Regions from separate parts of the Mus musculus genome. Here regions 2 and 3 are each linked to region 1. Evidence: chromatin contacts called from public promoter capture Hi-C data. All regions are on one chromosome and are shown on one strand. Each heading gives the region's core, a stretch centred on a gene start, on an enhancer-like site or on the middle of the called end of the contact. The rest is flanking DNA. Distances are from core to core; before and after follow the strand shown.

Evidence for each region. Capture Hi-C pulls out chosen DNA fragments and counts their contacts.
Region 2: a promoter capture Hi-C map of liver shows a contact between it and region 1. The contact joins the promoter of Kdm5d here to the promoter of Ddx3y in region 1. A contact is called at or near these places in 1 of 39 promoter capture datasets (hippocampal neurons), 2 of 484 Hi-C or Micro-C datasets (pre-pro-B cells and rod photoreceptor), 2 of 115 datasets of contacts at active chromatin or transcription factors (the 230-238 cell line and bone marrow-derived dendritic cells) and 3 of 9 other capture datasets (adipose tissue, liver and pancreatic islet).
Region 3: a contact with region 1 is called in a promoter capture Hi-C map of adipose tissue. The contact joins the promoter of Eif2s3y here to the promoter of Ddx3y in region 1. A contact is called at or near these places in 2 of 39 promoter capture datasets (cranial neural crest and hippocampal neurons), 7 of 484 Hi-C or Micro-C datasets (Th1 cells, cerebral cortex, germinal center B cells and 4 more), 1 of 115 datasets of contacts at active chromatin or transcription factors (stem cell-derived neural progenitor cells) and 2 of 9 other capture datasets (adipose tissue and liver).

The regions. Positions count from the first base shown.
Region 1 is chrY:1,284,751-1,289,422 of GRCm38.p6, forward strand. Ddx3y (DEAD box helicase 3, Y-linked) reads right to left here and starts at 1,863. Exons shown (of 17, transcript NM_012008.2): 1 at 1,729-1,863. The coding sequence starts at 1,773.
Region 2 is chrY:895,916-900,587 of GRCm38.p6, forward strand. It overlaps Kdm5d (lysine (K)-specific demethylase 5D), which reads left to right and starts at 1,873. Exons shown (of 26, transcript NM_011419.3): 1 at 1,873-2,200; 2 at 2,635-2,712; 3 at 3,513-3,635; 4 at 3,872-4,042; 5 at 4,564-4,672. The coding sequence starts at 2,051.
Region 3 is chrY:1,008,179-1,012,850 of GRCm38.p6, forward strand. It overlaps Eif2s3y (eukaryotic translation initiation factor 2, subunit 3, structural gene Y-linked), which reads left to right and starts at 2,417. Exons shown (of 12, transcript NM_012011.2): 1 at 2,417-2,507; 2 at 3,082-3,145; 3 at 3,662-3,789; 4 at 3,870-3,991. The coding sequence starts at 2,439.

The DNA of each region.
Region 1 (4,672 bases), core at 613-3,112:
CTTTTTCGATGATAGGGTTGAGAATTACTACCATGTTCACCACAAAGTGCTTATATCCTCAAAGAGGAAAACTGCTTTGAAGTTGATAATCTATGTCAATGGCAAGCAACAGAACTTCATATAAAATACAACTTTAAAGAGTTCTTCGTTTAAAACAAATTAGCTCTGTAATTATTTTCAATAGGAACCACTCCTAAATCACCAAACTGAAAAACCAGCATCTTCATGCAGATAAAGACTAGCCTAGAAATGTTTGACTTTTTTAGACCTATATAAAGGTAGAAGATAATGGATTTCACAAAGTCCTCTTCTGAGCTCTCCACCTTCCGTTGGTGTGGCAAAATAGCATCTTGACTTCTCAGCAACTTAAAATTTTGTGCGTTTGCAGAGAACCCAGGTTCCCTTCCTCAAATTTGGCTCTCTCTATAATTTTACTTCCAGGATATATGACAACCTCTTCTAATGTCCAAGGGCTAACAAGCAAACATACGATGTATAGACATACATATAAGTGCAAGCAAACACTTGAATACATAAGATAAAAATCAATTTAAAAAAATGTAGGCAGCTGGAAACAGCTCGGTGGTTAAAAACACAGGCTGCTCTTCTAGAGGACTTCCAGAATGTACATGGCAGCTCACTCCCAACTCTGGAGTCTCTAACTCCAGTTCCATAGGATCTGACACTCTCACACTGAGAGTACATACAGGCAAAACACAAATGAATATGAAATTAAAAGGTAAGGCATTCAGAAGTTTTAGCTTTAAGGGTTAAGAAAAAAATAAAATTCATGTCTTAAGATAAGATTCTTTAATTACTTTATGTCCTAAAGAAGATATTCTCTCCCCTCCCCAACCTGAATAACATGCATTATTGGTGCCTACAGAAGAGGGCACTGGATAAAAAAAAAATAAATAAAATCTGTTTTTTGCCCAACAACGCCAACGAAATATTTAAATACTTTGTTGTGTAACCTAGGGTTTAAGAAAAACCCAACAAGAACCGATGGTGGTGCCGGCACATACCTTTAGTCCGAGCAATTGGAGGCAGAGGCAGGTGAAGTTTGTGGGCCAGCCTGCTACTGAGCAAGTTTTAGGCAGCCAGGGCTACACAGAGAAACCTTGTCTGCGTCACAGAACTCAAGAGGGGGGAAAAAGGCTCCTCTACTGCTGGAAAGAGGTAAAGGGACTACTGTGGTAAAACATTATCAGATTATCAGGAAAATGTAAATGGAACCCTCGCCTTCATTGGTTCGCTGATTATGCCCGACAGGACAGCAGCAGGGCTTAACCCGCCGCCATTTCCTCCATTACAAGGCCGCATTTTCTAAACGCCAACCAAAATTGATGGCGTCAGTGCTTTTATGGACTTACAAAAACTCACAAACTTCAGGAATTAGGGCCACCCGAGGGGAACACAATAATTCCAAGATTTAGAGAGAAAACAAGTTCCCTTTAATGCACCGCCAAACAAATATTTGAAGAAACTCCGGTTCGCAAATAAAAGCCGCCATTATGCGAAGCCTGTAGAGAAATCTGTAATGTCATTGCTATCCCCTCTTTTCTCATCTACGCCATTTTGTTCAGTTTCATTACTTTTCAGATTTTTATGGGGCGCCAGAACTCCAGTACAGACAACACAAGAGTTTAAGCGTTTAGTTAATACTGCGCCATGGCCAAGTTAAAACAAAGGGGAAGAAGGAGCGTCTTATATATAGGTTCAACTTACTTGCTGGTCCAGGCCGGCCGTACTTTCCGCTGCCACTTGACTCATTGCTGAAAAAAATTGAGAACTTCTCACGGAACAGCCACCGTAGACCTGTTTCCTCACGGTGAACGCAAGAGCTTACGTACACAGTTTTGGATACGCCCAAACGTACTGACGAGTTTGCGTCATCACGCAAGACGCACGACTCTCTCGTCAATTCGTACAACGTGGAGCCACTATTTAACTGCCGGTGGTATTTCTTCTTCTTTAACTAGAGTTTAAGTAACGGGATTTAACCCCACCGCTGCTGCTGTCCAAAGATTATCTAAACTTGGAACTTTCTTCAGTTGAAGGATCTTAAGCATACCAGTCAGTTTAATTATCCGGCTTCCCACCAGCTTTCCTTTTTTCTAATAGCTCCTTTCTATTTCCTTTTCAGGTGCGAGAATAGAAATTTTACTAAAATTAGCCTTTACTAATATAACCTTACTAATTTTTGGAAGCTTCACAAAAAATAAAAGGTATAAATGGTAGTCTCTGCTGAACTATTCTAGGTTTCCTAGTTCTATTAGTGAAAACAAGGAGATTTCTTTTGGCTGAGAAAACAATAAAAATTATACAGATGATGGTATAGGTTTCAGCCCACTCATTTAGGTTACTTTTCTAGTCCCTAAGACTGGCTGAACTGTGTTTTTACATACCTTGGGTTGTGGAATTGTGAATAATTTTCTTGGTTACACAAAGAATTATAAATGTTTGAAGCACATGTAACAGAATTGTCTGTTTAGTTTACAAGTGATAGTAGGGAGTTTCAGTGCGCAAAAATAGAAAATATACATAGTTTTAATGCCTCAACCCTTTTCACTTTGTACATTTCAGGTAGAGGAGGAAATTAATTTCATATGACTTTACTATAAAGAAATCAACAGCTATGACACACTATTTACAAGTACTTTCTCCTTTCTAACAAAACTGGAGATTAATGCAAATTTTGTATCATCCCCTAAAGAGTTTCTTGCTGTCAATATTCAAATTGCTGCATCCACGAACTCCCCCCCCCCCCCCCAAGATAGGGTCTCAATGTACTGCCCTGGCTGTCATAGACCAGGCTGGTCTCAGATCCATAGAGATCTCCCTGACTCTGATTCTCAAGTGCTGGGATTAAAGGCATTGCCATTATGCCTGGCTATTACCACTTCTAAGATTTTTGTTTGAGTTTATTTTATTTTTATTAAACATCTCTTTCATTTTCCTTTTTTCCTTTTATTAGATATTTTCATTATTTACTTTTCAAATGTTATCCCCTTTCCTGGTTTCCCCTCTGAAACCCCTTCTCACCCCCCCCCCCAAACCCCACCCCCACCCCCATTCCTGTCCCTGGCATTTCCCTATACTGGGGCATAGAACCTTCACAGGACCAAGGTCCTTTCCTCACATTTATGACTGACTAGGCCATCCTCTGCTACATATCTTGCTGGAGCCATGAGTTCCACCATGTCTGCTCTTTGGTGGGTGGTTTAATCCCTGGGATTTCTAGGGTCTGGTCGTCTGGTTGGTTCATAATGTTGGGGCTTCAAATCCCTTTGGCTCCTTGGGTACTTTTTCTAGCTCCTTCATTGGGGACGCTGTGTTCAGTCCAATGGTAGGCTGAGAGAATCCACTTTTGTATTTGTCAGGCACTGGCAGAGCCTCTCAGGAGACAGCTATATCAGGATTCTGTCAGCAAGCTCTTGTTGGCACCCACAATAGTGTCTGGGTTTGGTGACTGTACATTGGATGGATCTCCAGGTGGGGCAGTCACTAAATGGCCTTTTCTTCAGTCTCTGCTCCACACGTTGTCTCTGTATTTGCTCCTGTATTTTGTTCCCACTTCTAAAAAGGATCGAAGTATCCACACTTTTGTCTTTCATCTTTATGAGTTTCATGTGGTCTGTGAATTGCATCTTGGGTATTCTGAACTTTTGGGTTAACATACACTTATCAGTGAGTACATATCATTTGTGTTCTTTTGTGACAGGGTTACCTTACTCAGGATGATATTTTCTAGTTCCATCCATTTGCCTAAGAATTTCATGAGGTCATTGTTTTTAACTCCTGAGTAGTACTCCATTGTGTAAATGTCCCATATTTTCTGTATCCATTCCTCTTTTGAGGGACATCTGGGTTCTTTTCAGCTTCTGGGTATTATAAATAAGGCTGCTATGAACATAGTGGAGCATGTGCCCTTATTACATGTTGGAGCATCTTCTGGGTATGTGCCTAGGAGTGTATTGCTGGATCTTCAAATAGTACTAACTCCAGTTTTCTGAAGAACCTCCAAACTCATATTCAGAGTGGTTGTACCAGCTTGTACTATCACCAACAATGGAGGAGTGTTCCTCTTTCTCCACAACCTTGCCAGCATCTGCTGTCACCTGAGTTTTTGAACTTAGCCAGTCTGACTGGTGTGAGGTGGAATCTCAGGGTTGTTTTGATTTGCATTTCCCTGATGACTAAGTATGTCGAACATTTCTTTAGGTCCTTCTCAGCCATTTAACATCCCTCAGTTGTGCATATTAAGTTTAGCTCTCAACTCCATTTTTTAAAAAATAGAGTTATTTGGTTCTCTGGAGTCTAACTTTTTGAGTTCTTTTTATTTATTGGATATTAGCCCTCTATTCGATGTTTGGTAAAGATCTTTTCCCAATCTGTTGGTTGCTGTTTTATCCTAGTACAATATCTTTTGCCTTACAGAAGCTTTGCAATTTTATGAGGTCCCATTTGGTCGACAAGCTATTGGTGTTCTGTTCAGGAACTTTTCCCCTGTGCCCATATGTTATCTTCCCCACTTTCTCTTCTATTAGTTTCAGTGTATCTGGTTTTATGTGGAGTTTCTTGATCCACTTGTACTTGAGCTTTGTACAAGGACATAAGAATGGATCAATGTGCATTCTTCTACATGCTGACCACTGGTTGAACCAGCACC
Region 2 (4,672 bases), core at 623-3,122, 390 kb before region 1:
TTAGATTATATTACATGTAGGTTTTCTGGGAAACTGCTCTCGGGTAAGTGTGCTGGCCTCAAAAAAGGAGGCTATAGAAGTTGCCATGGGAAGTGTATGTTGGTGGGGAAAAGAGAAAAAGGGCACCCAGGCAGAGAGAAGAGAAGAAGATCTACCATACTGTCTGGAATGCATAGGGAAGAGCCACTGGGAGAAGGACAGCCCAGCCGCTGGGCTGGGAAGTTCAAGATGGGGGAGGGGGGAAGGGAGGGTGTGCCAGATAGGGAGAACCTGGAGGCTAGGTCTGCTTTGATGTGTAAAATAGACACCACCACCTCCACCACCCCCTTCCTTATCTTGGGTTGAAAACCAACCAGATGTGTTTACCTACTTTATTGAGGCACAACAGAAACAAAAATAAGACAAAAGAAAGAAAAAAGGAAGGAAAATCTTCGAAGATTATAAAACTGCAAAGTACTTGGATTTCCCTTAGTAACAGACATGTAAAAAGTTATAAACACAGTTAAAAACTGAAATGTAGAACAGGGTGTTTAAAAAGCAAAAAGTAATTTAATGAGGTCTACACAGCTTGTTCAGCATAAATAGTGGAATTCTTTGCTTAAACAGAGAGAGGAAGAGAAAGGAGGAGAGAGAGAGAGAGAGAGAGAGGGAGGGAGGGAGGGAGGGAGGGAGGGAGGGAGGGAGGGAGGGAGAGAGAGAGAGAGAGAGAGAGAGAGAGAGAGAGAGAGAGAGAGAGAGAGAGAGAGAGAGAGAGAGAGAGAAAGAGAGGAAGAAAATCTGTCATGATGATTTTCCAGAGAGAATATGGTTTTCTGTTTGTTCAAAATTGTGTCTGCTACCTTAAAAAAGCAACAAACTTTATTTCTGAGTATCTCAGAAAGTTTTCTTAGTTTTTCATGTAGTAAAAGATTTACTTACCAGTACTTGTGCATGTAAATAACATACCTATTCTCCATACAGTATGTCCGGTATTACATTTGGGGGGAGGGGGTGGTTGTTTGGTTATTTGGTTGTTTTCGTTTTTCGAGTCAGGGTTTCTCTGTGTAGCCCTAACTGTCCTGGAACTCACTCTGTAGACTAGACTGGCCTTGAACTCAGAAATCCTGCCTCCCAAGTGCTGGGATTAAAGGTGTGCACCACCACGCCCGGCTAAATTTCAGTTTTTTATGGAAGATATTGTTGTGAAATTTAATCTTGAATATGTATAAATATTATAATAAATGTATGCATAGCAAGTACAGTGTTAAATAATGTGCATGGAAATACTGGGGCACTAGAATTATAGTCACCGACTAACTTCCACAAAGTCAAGGTCTTGCCACTTGGTCGAGTAAGGACAAAAAAAAAAAAATCCCCTCTCCCCCCCCCAAAAAAAAAACCAATAAAATAAAAAGGAGAGAAGGGAAGAGAAGAGAAGAGAAGAGAAGAGAAGAGAAGAGAAGAGAAGAGAAGAGAAGAGAAGAGAAGAGAAGAGAAGAGAAGAGAAGAGAAGAGAAGAGAAGAGAAGAGAAAGAGAAGAGAAGAGAAAGAGAAGAGAGAAGAGAACCCCTGTTACTATTTTCATAAAGAGGGAGTTCCGGCAGACACTTTAGCGCAGCCAAATTGCTTCCGGGTTGTTAGCTTTCTACTGCGCAGGCGCTCGCGTGCAGTGATATCTTTAAAAGAAAAAAGATCCGGCTAAGTATTTATCTAAGCAGTCGGTTTTTTTTTCTTTTTTAAATACAGTTTAATGAAGAAGATAAATTAGTTTGTGTCTGTTTTCCTTTGGTCGTTTCGTTTCTGTAGCTTCAACTTTTACCTATGTGTGAAACGACTTCCAGATTTATAAATAACGCTTGAAAAATAAGTCAGCGGAGCGACACATCTCGTGTCACATTGTGATCTAAAAATGGTGGAACCGAACGAGGAGGTGAATATTTGTAAGAATGTGGAATTAAGCAAACTCTGAAATTTAGAAGAAAATAAAGTTCCTGGGTGCCACGCAGTGAGTAGGCAATTCCATTCGCCCTTTAATATCGAATCACTTTTTATAACCGCGTTTTGAGCGAACATGAAGCCAGGATCTGACGACTTTCTACCGCCGCCTGAGTGCCCTGTGTTTGAGCCCAGTTGGGCGGAATTCCGCGATCCTCTTGGCTATATAGCTAAAATCAGACCCATTGCGGAGAAATCAGGCATTTGCAAGATACGCCCACCTGCGGTAAGCCTCTGAAATGAGATGATGATGATGATGATGATGATGATGATGATGATCCCTTAACAAGGCCTTAGATTTATGTAGGCGTTTTGAATCTTTTTACCTACTCCTTTCATACTGTAGAAAAGTCCTCCAGCCATCCAGATTCCTTGTGGTTAGAACTTGAAATGCTTCTGCAGATGTGCAGTTAATACATTTTCAGTTAATGGGTTGTCTGTACCATGTTTCAACTAAGAAAAATTCAGTATACTAGCAGTCTCATTTATAACTGGAAAAATATATTATACAAGTTTATATTGTTATATTTATTGGTCACTTTCTCAGTTTCAAGTAAAATGAAAAGGGTGTGGGATCCTTGCTTCAGGTTAAATATCTGTTGATTGGCAGGACATGCATTCACATAGTTTTACCATGAACTACTACTAATTGGCTTCTAGGATTGGCAACCTCCTTTTGCTGTAGAAGTTGATAACTTCAGATTTACTCCTCGAATTCAGAGGCTAAATGAACTGGAGGTAAGAAATGTGCTTTTATATAACAATTGGAATTCTAATCTTTGCTGTTACAACAATGACTTGTATTTAGTTTCTGATATCAAACATTGTTTATTGCAACCCCACATATCATTTCTTAAAAATATTAATTTATGACAGTGCCTTCTTTAAAACACAATATAGGTTTATAAAATTCCAGAACATGAAGGTTTCAACATTCCATTATATGATAGACTAAGGTTAAAGCTACAAAGAAAGTAAAGATAGGATAACCTTTGCCTAAAAATAAAAAAATAAGTTATACAAGAGGTATAATTAAAGTTCCATACTCCGTTTTTCTTATTTCTTTTTTAAGGTTACTTACATCCTTCTAGTCTCCTCTATTGCTTCCTCATACCCACTCTGAAGTGGCTGCCTTTTACTTTTCTAGTTTATTCCTTCCTGCACCTAGGTCTTAAGAGATTATTGTGGAAGAGGGAGTAGTGATATTGAAAGAGCAGAGGAAATGAAAGTTTGCTTTGAGGTTGAGAAGTCTTATCAACATGGGAGTGGAAACATGATCTAAACAGGAATGACACCAATAGTATGGTACTATTAAAAGTAGAAAACTAAGGAGGCCTCACCTTAGACAAATAACTACAGGGCACTAAGGAAGACTAAAAGTGGGAGAAATAGTGCCTCACAAGGAGTAGCATACCAGTTTGTTTAAGGGGGCAATGATGCTATTATAATTTTAAAATATTTTTTAAAAAAGCAAGGAAAGATAAGTACAAAGTGGGGGCAAAAAGTAGTTCTAATTTATTGACCGTTTTCTTTCCCAGGCCCAGACCAGAGTAAAACTGAACTATTTGGATCAGATTGCAAAGTTCTGGGAAATTCAAGGTTCTTCCTTAAAGATACCTAATGTGGAGAGGAAGATCTTGGACCTTTACAGCCTTAATAAGGTAAGATTAGTTAACATTTGAGAAAAAATAAGCCATAACTATAAAACATACTTCCATTTATATTTGCTTAGAAAGGAGTACAATATAACCTGGCAACAACCCTGATATGAGTTATACAGTGGTTAAGGAAGTGATATTTGAAGGACATGCTATGTTTCCTGCATTAAGGGTCACTGGAGGGTTCAGATGTTTCCAGTGTGTTCACTGTTTACGTATATATTTTCTTGTCCATTTAGATTGTGATGGAGGAAGGTGGATATGAAGCAATCTGCAAGGACCGTCGGTGGGCCCGTGTTGCCCAACGCCTTAATTACCCATCAGGGAAAAACATTGGTTCCCTGCTTCGGTCCCACTACGAACGGATCATTTACCCTTATGAAATATTTCAGTCTGGAGCTAATCTTGTGGTGAGGGTCATAACTGACTTGGAGCTTGATACAAGATTTGATTTCTTTCGTTTTTACTTTTTTCTTTGTAATTGGCATTTATTTTGAATTGTTAGAAAATTAAAATTTGTTATATTTTAAATTTTTAGGAATAGGCCTTTGGAAACTTGCTTATAAAAAGCTTTATTGTTCAGTCTATGGTCAGTAAACTTTAGTGAGTTCCTTTCTGTCATGGGAAGTTATTATTATGAACCAAATCACATCCTAGAAAAAGAAGTGCAATTACATCAGGTTGTTATCTGAAAAGTAGATAATTATTTTCTGAAATTATTAAGCTTCCTTATTTTAGAAACTTCATATTTTAGGTGTTCAAAATGAGTAAGCTGGTATTACTTTTGTTTAGCTGAACTTAATTATTTTAAATATTATGTATATGTATACACATGAATATTTCATTGCTGAACTTAAACGCATTGTTTATACATATATATGAGTTTATATGTTCATAAATATATTTTTATATTTTTTTCTCTCCATATCAGCAATGTAACACAGATCCATTTGACAGTGAAGAAAGAGACAAGGAATACAAACCTCATAGCATTCCTCTTAGACAGTCTGTTCAGCCATCAAAATTCAGTTGCTACAGTA
Region 3 (4,672 bases), core at 1,167-3,666, 280 kb before region 1:
TTTTGATAGGTTATCAAAATGCTAATGCAACTAAAGCAATACAGTACACTTCACCTATATCTTCAAAAAAATAATTGACTGTATTATCAATATTTATAAAGTATACTGAGACAATAGTCAGTTATATTTCTTAATTTTCCAAAAAAATCTGTAAAATGCAAAAATATTGATTAATAACACTATCATAAAATAAGATCAAATAAGGTTTCTCTCTCTCTCTCTTTTCTTTTAGGATTTCATATATTCAAGGATGTCTCCATGTGACCACAAGTACTACCTTAAACTTCTGATCCTCCTGCCTCTACTTTTCTTGATGTTAACATCACTAGGAAACTAAAACTGCAAACAAAGCAAAGCACTTTAACCACTGAGGTATATTTTTAGTTCCAAGTATTCTTTTTTTTTAACATTTATTTATTATTATGTCTAAGTACACTGTAGCTTTCTTTAGATGCATCAGAAGAGGGCATCAGATCTCATTATGGATGGTTGTGAGCCACCATGTGGTTGTGGGATTTGAACTCAGGACCTTTGGAAGAGCAGTCAGTGTTCTTAACCACTGAGCCATCTCCCCAGCCAGCTTCAAGTATTCTTAAGCATAAATTTGCCTCTACCTTGTGTTTTGTTTCCTTGCTTTTTGCTATTTAGTTTTTTGAAATCATGTTTATAAAGTTCATGTTGCCCTGAAACTTGCTATGCAGATCAAGTTTGCCATGAACAAATAAATTCCCAGGACCCTGTATTAGGATTAAAACCATATTTACTTTAAAAAAAAAAAGGTTTACTTATTATTATAAATAAGTACACTGTTGCTGTCTTTAGACACACCAGATGAAGGAGTCAGATCTCATTACAGATGGTTGTGAGCCACCATGTGGTTGCTAGGATTTGAACTCAAGACCTTCAGAAGAGCAGTCAGAGCTCTTACCCAATGAGCCATTTCACAACCCTCATATTTACTTTTAAACAGATATTTGCCTCCTAAATTATTTCACCAAAATTAAATATCAAATATAGATGTATAAATATAGTTATTTCTATTAAAGCAGTTTTTTATTGTTGTTTTGTTTTTGTTTTTGTTTGTTTGTTTGGTTGGTTTTGGTTTTTCGAGACAGGGTTTCTCTGTATAGCCCTGGAACTCACTCTGTAGACCAAAAATCCGCCTGCCTCTGCCTCCCAAGTGCTGCGTGTGCCACCACGCCAGGCTCTTTTGTTTTGTTTGTTTGTTTTGTTAGTTGTTGTTGTTGGGTTTGTTTGTTATGTTTCCTTGTCCTCTCTCTCCCTCTTGACGCCTGCCTACCCTCCCCTTTTCTCGGTCTCTCTCTCTCTCTCTCCGTCTCTCTCTCTCTCTCTCTGTCTCTGTCTCTCTCTCTCTGTCTCTCTCGGTCTCTCTGTCTCTCTCTCTGTCTCTCTCGGTCTCTCTGTCTCTCCCTCCCTCCCTCCCTCCCTCCCTCCCTCGCTCTCTCTCTCCCTCCCTCTCTCCCTCTCTCTCTCTCTCTCTCTCTCTCTCTCTCTCTCTCTCTCTCTCTCTCTCTGTCTCTCTCTCGGTCTCTCTCCGTCTCTCTCTCCGTCTCTCCCTCCGTCCCTCCGTGTCTCTCTCTCTCTCTCTCTCTCTCTCTCTCGGTCTCTCTCCGTCTCTCTCTCCGTCCCTCCGTGTCTCTCTCTCTCTCTCTCTCTCTCTCTCTCTCTCTCTCTCTCTCTCTCTCTCTCTCTCTCGCTCGCTCGCTCGCTCGCTCGCTCGCCAGTTTTTGGATTTGTTTTTACAAGTTCTTTTTGTTATTATTCTTTGTCTTAAACGATGTAAATAACTTCTACCGTGTTGCATATTAATTGCAAGCTCTCCAGTTTTGGTATTTTCCCTGCTCTGCAGGTACCTAACTCTTCACCAAAAATCCACCAGCCGTCTTGTGTCCAGAAAGACCACAAAATACCCTTCAGTCAATCTAGATGTATTAAACTAAATTATCATCTGAGCAAATAAATTAGGGTTAGGGTTAGTAAAAGAAATCAGAAAGTAATCTGATCGCTCACATTAAAATTCAAGTGTCTGAGACACTAATGGAACCTAAAACAAGAGGCTACCTTTAATCCCGCCCCGTAGTTGGGGGTGAGGGTAGGGGTTGGGATGGAGGTTAGGATGGGGTGGGGCTTTCACTGGGGCTGCCCTTGACGTTGCCTGCACTAATAGTTATGAAGTCCATGGCAAGTAGCTGTTGAACTTTATATATTGTTTTTTAGTAAGTTTCGTACAACTCAATATACAAAGTCAGTCAGAGTAAAGTCCTCGTAATAAGGCTACACCTATGTTTACTGCCCGTTCTTCCAGGCCAGATTCTTAGTCAGCCTTTAATCCGCCATTTTACAGCCCCGCCCATAGGCTTGTGCGTTTTGTGACGCGACAGCGGAGGCCACAGCCACTTCCTTCTTTCGTGAGCAAGATGGCGGGCGGAGAAGCCGGTGTCACTCTCGGGCAGCCGCATCTTTCTCGTCAGGATCTTGCCACTTTGGTGAGATTTTCCTTCCTGAACTGCTATGTAAAGTCCATAGTGGGGAAAGCGTTGGGTTTAGGTTGTCCTGGCAGTTTTGGGGCGCGAGAAAGGAGACCGGTGATACCGACTGTATTTCAGTCAGTGACCAAACCCTGGAACCGAGAGCTTGTCGTTGAGGCTTTATTAATGTGGCTTTTTTTTTTTTTTAAACCTCAGACGGTTTGAGAGGGGATCATATGATAAACAGTTTAAACGTTAATCTTGTTATAAATACGTGAAAAAAAGTTTTTACCTTCGTCGAAGTCCGCGAGCTCTGATGTAGTGAAACTGAATTGATTTTGTACGGAGAATAATGTTCTTTTTTTAGTTTTCTCGACCGCTAAAATCCTTTAAAGATTGCTACGAAAATGTACCTCCAGAACATCTGTTTCTCTCCGTACATTTCTAAAAATAATTTAAAAAGTAAGATAGAGACAGGAAAAACCCCTTTAAAAATAGGATCAGGAAGGAGATGTGTATTGTAAACCCATGGGTTATAGGAAAACGTTGGTTTCTCCTGAAAGGCAATGGTCTTAAAAATGTCTCCTTGCAGGATGTTACCAAGTTGACTCCGCTTTCACGTGAAATTATCAGCAGACAAGCCACAATTAATATAGGTAAGAACAACTGTTAATTGGTAGTTGAAACTATTCTGATCTAATTGTTGATTATGGCAATAGATAATTCTGTATTTTCTTTGAAGTTATCAGACTCCAATTGTCCCAGTTAGAATGCTACAGATCTTGTAAAAGTAGTTACCTAAAGAATTCCCATCAGATATTCCAGAAATCACAGGAATCTGGAAGCTGACATCCTCGAGACTTGGGTGTTTTAAAAGGGAACTTTTGGAAGATAGATAGGATCTCACTTTGTAGTCTTGCTTTGTAGATTAAGTGAGTGTCTCAGGCTCACAGAGGTCTACCCGTCTGTGCCTCCAAAGTGCTGGTATTAAATGCTTGCATTTAAGTTTAACCAATAGTAAAAAAGTACTTTTCAGTTATATTTGAAAACAGGGTTTGTGAAAAGGTGAAATTAACATTATATCATTGTACGTTATATTTATATAAATGCATAATATAAAGTCTAAAGTACTTGCTGTAGTTATGTGCATAACAGCTTTTTGTTTTTTGTAGGCACAATTGGTCATGTTGCTCATGGAAAATCTACAGTTGTAAAAGCCATTTCTGGTGTTCACACTGTCCGATTCAAAAATGAACTAGAAAGGAATATTACCATAAAACTTGGATATGCTAATGCCAAAGTACGTAATATACTGTGGAAGTAGGAACTATTTAATTAGTAATTATTACAAAAATTCATTATTGTCTTTGAAATTTTCAGATTTATAAGCTTGATGACTCAAGTTGTCCTCGACCAGAATGTTACAGATCTTGTGGAAGTAGTACACCTGATGAGTTTCCTTCAGATATTCCAGGGACCAAAGGAAACTTCAGACTAGTCAGGTGATTATTTCAATGCTTAATGAAATAATTAGAATTATTAAGTAATTAATTAAAGGTCAGATTGATACAAATTTCTATTTTAGTAAACTGTGGGTTAAAAAAAAAAAAAACAACTTAACTAATATCTTTTCTCTAGGAGATGTGACAGTTGCTTAGTAGCCTAAATTTTTTTTAAGGGCTGCATCAACCATCTATAAACCACTTCAAAAAAAAAATTACTTATCTGTAAATATAATTTTAAAACCATTTGTTCAAATCTCCAAAACTAGTTTGTACAAATCATAAGATTTGCTATATAGGGATGAAGTCATTAGATAAAATTTTCTTTTTTCCAGATATCTCATGTTTTCCCCCTCAAACTTGATAGATTTAATAGCAGACAATAAAACAAATTACAAAGTCAAAGATGAAAGTGAAAATTGGGGCCATTGTTTAGTGGTGAATGTTTTAATCCCAATATTTGGGAGATAGAGGCAGATAAACCTCTCTGAGTTTGTGGCCAGCCTGGTCTACATAGTGAAACCTTTTATTAAAAAGAAAGAAATAGAAAATTAAGGCAGGTACCTCTGAAACAGTACTGTACAATTAGTGAAAATAAATACTTTGATTATTCAAGAAGCTAAAACTGTCAAAGACTATACAATATGAAAGAAATAATATGATAGACCTGTAACTATTAAA